Linked DNA regions of Zea mays: region 2 is linked to region 1. The links are chromatin contacts, called in public ChIA-PET maps. All regions are on one chromosome and are shown on one strand. The core of a region is the stretch at or near the end of the contact, and the rest is flanking DNA. Distances in the headings are between cores, read along the strand shown. Region 1 holds the start of LOC100192831 (Uncharacterized protein family (UPF0114)). Region 2 holds the start of LOC103633517 (Glycosyltransferase family 61 protein).

What was found. ChIA-PET counts read pairs in DNA pulled down with a chosen protein or histone mark.
Region 2: a contact with region 1 is called in an H3K4me3 ChIA-PET map of seedling, with 7 times the contacts expected there. The contact joins the promoter of LOC103633517 here to the promoter of LOC100192831 in region 1. A contact is called at or near these places in 2 of 25 Hi-C or Micro-C datasets (ear and tassel) and 1 of 3 datasets of contacts at active chromatin or transcription factors (seedling).

Annotation. Positions count from the first base shown.
Region 1 is chr7:179,749,552-179,753,487 of Zm-B73-REFERENCE-NAM-5.0, forward strand. LOC100192831 (Uncharacterized protein family (UPF0114)) reads left to right here and starts at 2,280. Exons shown (of 5, transcript NM_001138022.2): 1 at 2,280-2,667; 2 at 2,771-2,848; 3 at 2,944-3,043; 4 at 3,149-3,291; 5 at 3,385-3,742. The coding sequence starts at 2,407. The coding sequence ends at 3,603. It overlaps LOC111589737 (a long non-coding RNA gene), which reads right to left. Exons shown (of 4, transcript XR_004851623.1): 4 at 3,644-3,816.
Region 2 is chr7:179,946,302-179,950,237 of Zm-B73-REFERENCE-NAM-5.0, forward strand. LOC103633517 (Glycosyltransferase family 61 protein) reads left to right here and starts at 1,959. Exons shown (of 1, transcript NM_001323014.1): 1 at 1,959-3,904. The coding sequence starts at 2,026. The coding sequence ends at 3,639.

The DNA.
Region 1 (3,936 bases), core at 1,030-3,529:
AAGTAGTTGCTATGCTAATTAGGGGTCTCAGTAAAAGTCGAGTGATTTTTCTAGCACTCGTGTGAGGTCAGGAATTGACTGTATTCATTTTGACAATGGGATTATGATTGTCTGTGGACACGAATCCCTAGGGGATGCCCTGTATGTGGAATTTATTTGGAAGAAAGATTAACGTGCGGATACCGATGTTAGCTAAGGGGTTAACCCAACCAACACTCCTTAACCCATTATCACATGTGGATCACTTAGGAAAAAAGTCACCACATTTTTGGATCAATGCTCTAATTAGGTGCTAACCATCCTAGAGGGTTTTACTTGACCATCTCATAGTAATCAAAGGAAGGGAATTAACCCAAAACACTAAGTTCACCCCTTAAGAGCATAGGAAGCACCAAACATAAGTGATCAAGGAAGCTTATCAAATCGCCTAATCACAAGGTGGACCATTAACAAAAGTTGTAGTTCACTAAACACTTAACAAAAGTTATTGAGGTTTGGACACCAAAAAGGCTTGTCAAAGATCCCTAATCATGTCAAATGTGTGTAAGAGAGGGAAAATCAGGAAATTCATTAACTCAAAATCAATCCTACAACAAAGACCACACATGTTCACTAAGTTATAAGCCTTAAACCAAAGTGATCCAATTACAAAAAGTGTGTCAAAATATCTCAAGTATACCCTACAAAAAATTTCAACCCAAGGTGCCACCGTTTGGCAATGCCATGACATTAGATTTCCCTCGGGATGGAGCAGCTGGATAGATCAGCCTTTCCCCTCCCATATCTTACACACCAATGAATCAAATCTCTCAGCCCCCATACAAAAGAGTTATCTTAGGATGTGAAGAAGACGCCATGTACAAAAATCTTGCCGAGATCAAGCTTGGATTTGTGACAGCACACGTGAGAAAACGAGCTCAAGCAAATCGGCCATGTGTTTGACACTGGCTGGCATGCCAGTGCGCAGCCAAACCAGTGCCCCGTCGTGCAAGCACCTCGCGCGCCTCTAAAGCCACCCTATGGCCTCAGTTGAACGCAGCTTGACCCCCACCATCATGCCCAAGCAACCTGCCACAGGAAATCGTCGTTCAATCGAGCTTTGCTGCCTGCCATTCTACCCAGAGCACGACCACCGTGGCCAGAGCTCATTGTGCCTCCCCAGCCCAGCCCAAGCCCGCCATGAACTTCCATGTGGCACAATGAAGCTCGCCAACCAACTCTCTCGGTCACTACCCCGTTACATTGGTGAGCCACCACTCACCAGAGCAACACTTCCCCTAGTGAACGTGGACTCGCACCTACAGTCCACCCCATCAAATTTTGCTCGCACATAGCACCATCGTCTTTTAGTGAAGCTCCCCGTATGCAATACATGAGATATATATTAGAAAATCCTTGATAAAAGGCCACTACGAGTCATCCTAGGAATTTTTGGGGAAATCACTAAGACCTTATCTAGATCATAGGGAAAGTAACGAAAATGACAATAGCCACTGTTACATAGGTGATTATGGTTAAGTACCCTCTGTGCACTAAAAATTGTTATTTTCGTTCGGAGTAGAGAAATGTGAAAGCCTTTAGTAACCAGTAGGAAGTTATTAACTGGTTTTGACCCCAAATTCATGTGAAACCCTTTAGTAACCAGTAGGAAGTTAATGTAATTTTATCATCTTAACACGTAGAGAAATGTGAAAAAAAATCATAAAAAAGTCTAAAATACAAAAAAAAAACGGCCGTTTGGAATGGGGAGCCGTGGGGGTTGTTACTGTGCGCGCGCGTTCTTGCATCTGTAGCCCTTCTCTGTACACACGTGCTGCACGCCCAATGGTACAGGTACACACGAGCTGGCTTTGCTCTCGTCCACGGCTCCGGCCTCTGTGTGGGGGCGCAGTGTGCAATATGCATTTGCTGGCCTTGGTCTGTCCCCAAAACGATGCCGTCGTCTTCGTCGTCTCATCCCTTCTAACCGCTTTCGTGTGGGTCCAGACTCCGGACCCACCCCGCCGGCAACAAATATCTCTCTGCACGTGCTCGCCGCTCAGCCAGAACAGTCCATCGACGGTGGCAATGTCACATGCACCAACTCCAAGCTGCAGTACAGACTCGCGAGTCGCGACCCGCTCCTCTCAGCTCTCACGCACGACTCTTCACGTGTAGTGTATTGTATATAGTAGAACCAACCAACAGTGGGAGTGGGACACACCCGACAGTGACACCAACCACGAGGTACATCCCCTCCTGCGCTGCCCGCTGCCCGCCTCTCCTTCAGATCGCCGCCTCGCAGTCGCACAGTCGCACTCGCTCCACTTCCATTCCCAGCGACCCCGCCCGCCCGGAGGCGTCACACCTGCACGCTGCGGCAGCAGCCAAGCCTCTCTCGTGCGGCAAGCACCACACAGACACCCGATGGCGCTCCTGCTGCTGCGCGGCTGCGCCGCGCCGCCAGCCGTCCACGCGGCCCCGGCGGGGTCCCGGCTGCTCCCTCCGGCGCTGCCGCGGCGGCGGCTCGTGGCCGTCGCCTCTTCGGCCTCCCCCGCGCCGTCCGGAGAGGTGGCGTCGTCGTCCCAGGACGGCCGCGGCTACGGGACCGTGGGCGGGCCCAACGGCCACGCCATCGCTCCCGCCACAGTCACCAAGTCCACCGCCGTCGAGACCACCGTCGAGAGGGTACGTGTCCCCGTGACGGCCCCTCACCATCTGCTCCATCCATCACCCATGCCCGTCTGACGCGCGCGGTCGCTGCTGCTGTGCTGTGCTCTGCTCTCCGCAGGTGATCTTCGACTTCCGGTTCCTGGCACTCCTCGCCGTCGCCGGGTCACTCGCCGGCTCCGTCCTGTGCTTCCTCAATGTAAGCGACATGGTCTTGCATGCTTTGCTACTGCCACTCTCCACACCAAGGTTATTATTAATGGATCTGGTTATCTGACGCATACTCGTGACCAGGGCTGTGTCTTCATCAAAGAGGCGTACCAGGTTTACTGGTCGAGCTGTGTCAAGGGGGTTCATACGGGGCAGATGGTCCTCAAGGTCGTCGAGGCCATCGGTGAGGTGTTTGTTTGTTCTTGTAGCTGACCTCTGTTCAGCCAACTAGCGTCGTCAGTTAACTGTTCCTTTGCTGGTACACTTGTGCAAGCACGATCTTCTGCAGATGTGTATCTTGCTGGAACAGTCATGCTGATATTTGGGATGGGTCTCTACGGCCTCTTCATCAGCAACGCTCCCGCGAGTGTTGCTCCTGAATCCGACCGTGCCCTGAGCGGCTCGTCGCTGTTCGGGATGTTCGCTTTGAAGGTAGCTCTCAGGAATTTGAAATCTCAAACACTTCTCTGCAAGTAACCTTTTGAATCCTTTAGCAATACGATAAATCTTTTGTTCATCATGCAGGAACGCCCGAAGTGGATGAACATCACCTCGCTTGACGAGCTCAAGACAAAAGTGGGGCACGTCATCGTGATGATTCTACTTGTGAAGATGTTCGAGAAGAGCAAGATGGTGACGATAGCCACGGGGCTGGACCTCCTCAGCTACTCGATCTGCATCTTCTTGTCATCAGCTTCTCTCTACATCCTGCACAATCTTCACAAGGGCGACCATGAGGAGTGACGAGAGTGAAATGCCGAATTTGTAGCCTAGAGAGAGTTGATGGTGTTGTCCAATAATCAATACTGGATTTTTAAGACTCTCTTCAACGGTCTTCTCTTCATAAAATATAAAATGAAAAATATATGATACAATTTATCTATATCAGAAGACCGAATCACGAATAGACACAAATTAAAGGTCAAATTACAACCAATATTCATTCAAGGAAGCAACCTACATAAATAGATATAATTAATTAGTCAAATATTCATGGGCCTTCAAATTAATAATTAAGAAGCGAAAATTTATTAGTTTATAAGAGAATAAAACATACCACTAATATTTGGAGCAACA
Region 2 (3,936 bases), core at 709-3,208, 200 kb after region 1:
AGTGCTGATACAAGCAATAGTCTCCTAGTATTTCGTCACATGATGTATTTCTTAGTTGCTATGTCTGTTTTAGTAATGGTGTAGATATAGCCATAAAATAAATCTTAATTCATTCTACATGCGTGATATGAGTAGCTCATGATTTATTAATTTAGGTTAGATGCCTTTTGCTATGTATATCTTAGAAATAGGGTGGCTTCGCTACATTATTTCCTCAATGACCCATATACATGAGTTGTCAATTACTGAGCATTGTATCAAAAGACATTATGCAAAAACCATTCATAATGTTTCTAAGTATATACATACGATATACAAGCAATAGTTTCTTAGTTGTATGTGTTTTATTTAAAAAGTGAGAATACTATGTGCAATAAATCCCACACATCATGGTTTCTCCTTTTTGTAACTCAAGATCTATTTTTTAGATGGTCAAGGGGGGGAGTCCCCCACCTAAATATATTGAAGGTTTTTCAGCCTTCCTAGAAAAGGGCCCAGGATTGTTTTACAAGAGATGTTACAGGGGGTGAAGCATAGGTATCACCTAGCCATATTAAGCTTGGAATACCATTTATCAATCACCCAGCGATTTGTTGTTTTTAGGCGTTGGCTCCACAACATTGCTTCAACCCTGATCCTGGTTGTGAATTCCCTCAGGCTGAGCCTAACACCATCAAAGACAACTTTGTTTTTCTCTTCCACGTTTCCCAACAACACAATAACACAAAAACGTTGAAGTGTAACTCTGGAGTGTCCAGAGGACGCAAGAGGTTGCTCAGGAGAACTTTATCGTGCTCGGGGACGTCGATCCTAAGCCACACCTAGAAGCGCCTTGCGAACTCAAAGCAAAAGAGGGCATGTGTCGTTGTTTCAAGCTTCACCTGACATCAATTCTTTTTGTTAGCAGATTAACTTTGCATTGCATTTTTTTCTTTTCCTACCAACCAGTCGAAAAATTGTACCCTCTATGGAGCTTTGTTGTGCCAAAGAGCACTGCCGGACATTAGGCTCGTCCACTAGAGAGATGGAGTACACTAGGGCGTTTATTTCCTCAAGATCAGTTAGGCGCGACACCAACATGGAGGCGATGCCATCTTCCTTCACATGCCTCACACGAACCTCAAAGTTCTTCACGTGGTTGAGCAGATACATGTATCTTGTAGCAAGATCATTGTCGGCGTACCAGGCGTCACGCCAAAAAAACAGTTGCACGACCATCCCTGACCTGGCATGTCGTTACCGGTTTGTACGTTGGCAACAACCCCCGTAGTACGTCCCAATGCTTCCCTTGTAAATGACCGTTAAAAGTTGCTAAACAGAATTGTATTCATTCGGAAAAGAGGCTATATGTCGGTAGTGCGTCGGTGTTGTACGGGCGTACGGCGCGTGTTGATGTCTCAATCTAACCGACCGTCGTTTGTTGGTTTTTACTTTTAATTGTTAGCTCTAGTTGTTGTTTTTGGTTGTTACACCCTCGTTGGTTATTAAACTACCTAATTTGCGTTCTTTGTTTTCCTAATATAATCAGGAACTTTCATGTCCAATTCGTAAAAAAAAACTATATACACAAGCACTTGACAATAAATTTTACATGCCATAATATTATCCGTAGATATGTCTTCTCAAGAAATGAGTGCAGCGATATATATTTCAATCAGATACGACTGCAAACAGCTGAGGCTAGTCTTGGCTTAATTTTTATGATGTGAAATAAGAGAACTGGGTTGATTCATTTATCTAGAGTGAATGATTGTCGTTATATAAGAAATATATTGCGCGTTTTAATTTTAATTTAGGTGGCAATCAGAGGACCCACTGGATGCACCTCAAAGAGATGTTTGTTCCATCACTGTTGGCTGCGTTTTCCGTGACATAGCATAGTCATCCGCCAACCTCTAACCGCCAATAGTTTCCTATACTCTTCTGCTAAAGCTGAGCCATTTATACCCCCCTCTCCTCTTCTGCTCATAGTCATCCGAGACCGGGAGGCCTTCTCTCTCTCTCTCTCTCTCTCTGGCGACGGCCATGGTGCAGCAACAGCAACACAGAATCTACATCTTGCAGTTCAGGAAGGGCGAGACGGAGCAGGAGGTGGCATGCAAAGTGTCGCAGCCCAAGGGCGTCGGGCGGCGGGTCATGTACTACTACCAGGACTACGGCAGCGGCGGCGGTGGCAAGAGCGGCAAGACGGTGCAACCCAGGGCGCTCGGCGTGCGGCGCTTCTTGGCCATGCTCCTGCTCTCCTTCCTCTGCGTGGGGACGCTGTTCGTGGCGCCCGTGTCCTTCCTCTCCTTCGTGCATAGCGATGAAGGCGGCGCGGCGGCGGCGGCCACGGCCGCGCGCGGCGGGGTGTCCGGGCCGTGCTCGGCCGTGGGGAACAACAGCCTCTGCTGCGACCGCACGTCGGAGCGCGCGGACATCTGCTTCGCGAGGGGGGACTTGCGCATGCACTCGGCCAGCGCGTCGTTCCAGCTCGTGTCCACCGGCAACTCGACGCCGGGGGAGCGGATACGGCCGTACACGCGCAAGTGGGAGGCGAACGTGATGGCGACGATCGACGAGGTGCGGCTGCGCCGCGTGGCCCCCGGCGACGCCGCGCGGTGCGACGTGCGCCACGACGTACCGGCCGTGGTGTTCTCCACCGGCGGGTACACGGGGAACGTGTACCACGAGTTCAACGACGGCATCCTGCCGCTCTTCGTGACGGCGCGCCACCTCCGGCGGCGCGTGGCGCTGGTGATCCTCGAGTACCACGACTGGTGGATGACCAAGTACGGCGACGTGGTGTCCCAGCTGTCGGAGTTCCCGCCGATCGACTTCAGCGCCGACCGCCGCGTGCACTGCTTCCCCGAGGTGATCGCCGGGCTGCGCATCCACGGCGAGCTGACCGTGGACCCGGCGCGGACGCCCGAGCGCCGGGGCATCGGCGACTTCCGCAGGTTCCTGGACGACGCGTACCGCGGCCGCATCGAGTTCCTGGAGCGCCTGGAGCGGCGCGCGGCGCGCAGGCGCCCGCACCGCCACCACCGCGGCGGCGCCTTGGTCCCCCGCGCGCCTCCTGCAGGTCCCCGCGAGGCCGAGGCCGAGCGGCGGCCCAGGCTGGTGATCGTGTCGCGGACGGGGTCCCGCGTGATCGAGAACGAGGCGGACGTGGCGGCGCTGGCGGCGGACGTCGGGTTCGACGTGCGCGTGATCCGCCCCGACCGCACCACGGAGCTGTGCAAGATATACCGGGAGCTGAACGCCAGCGACGCGATGGTCGGGGTGCACGGCGCCGCCATGACGCACTTCCTGTTCATGCGGCCCGGGAAGGTGTTCATCCAGGTGGTGCCGCTGGGCACGGACTGGGCCGCCGGCGCCTACTACGGCGACCCCGCGGCGCGGATGGGGCTGCGCTACGTCGGCTACAAGATCCTCCCCGAGGAGAGCTCGCTGTCCCGCGAGTACCCCACGGGCGACCCCGTGCTGACGGACCCCGCCGGCGTCGCGCAGCGCGGCTGGGACGTGACCAAGAAGGTGTACCTGGACCGGCAGAACGTGCGGCTGGACCTTGCCCGCTTCCGGGAGGAGCTCGTCGCGGCGCACCGGTACCTGGCCGCGGCCGGCGGCCGGCGGCGGCGGCCGAGAGCGGCCGAGTGATGCCGTCGGACAGCTAGGTTTAGTCGGTCTCGAGTCTCGATTAACCAACCGCCACCATCTCAATGGACTCATCTCCTCCTCTGCTCTCTGCTCTGAACCTGTGCTGTGCTATAGTTTTCATTCCTACCCATTCTCTCATTTTTTTTCCTTCGGCTATTATACACTGACTTGAACTGACAATTCTTTGCATTAGTTTCTGTGTCGTCGTCGTCCTGTACCTGTGATCCATCCATGGTAAAAAGAAAACACCCAGACCTTGCTGTGCATGTACATGCATACATACATAACTCAACACAA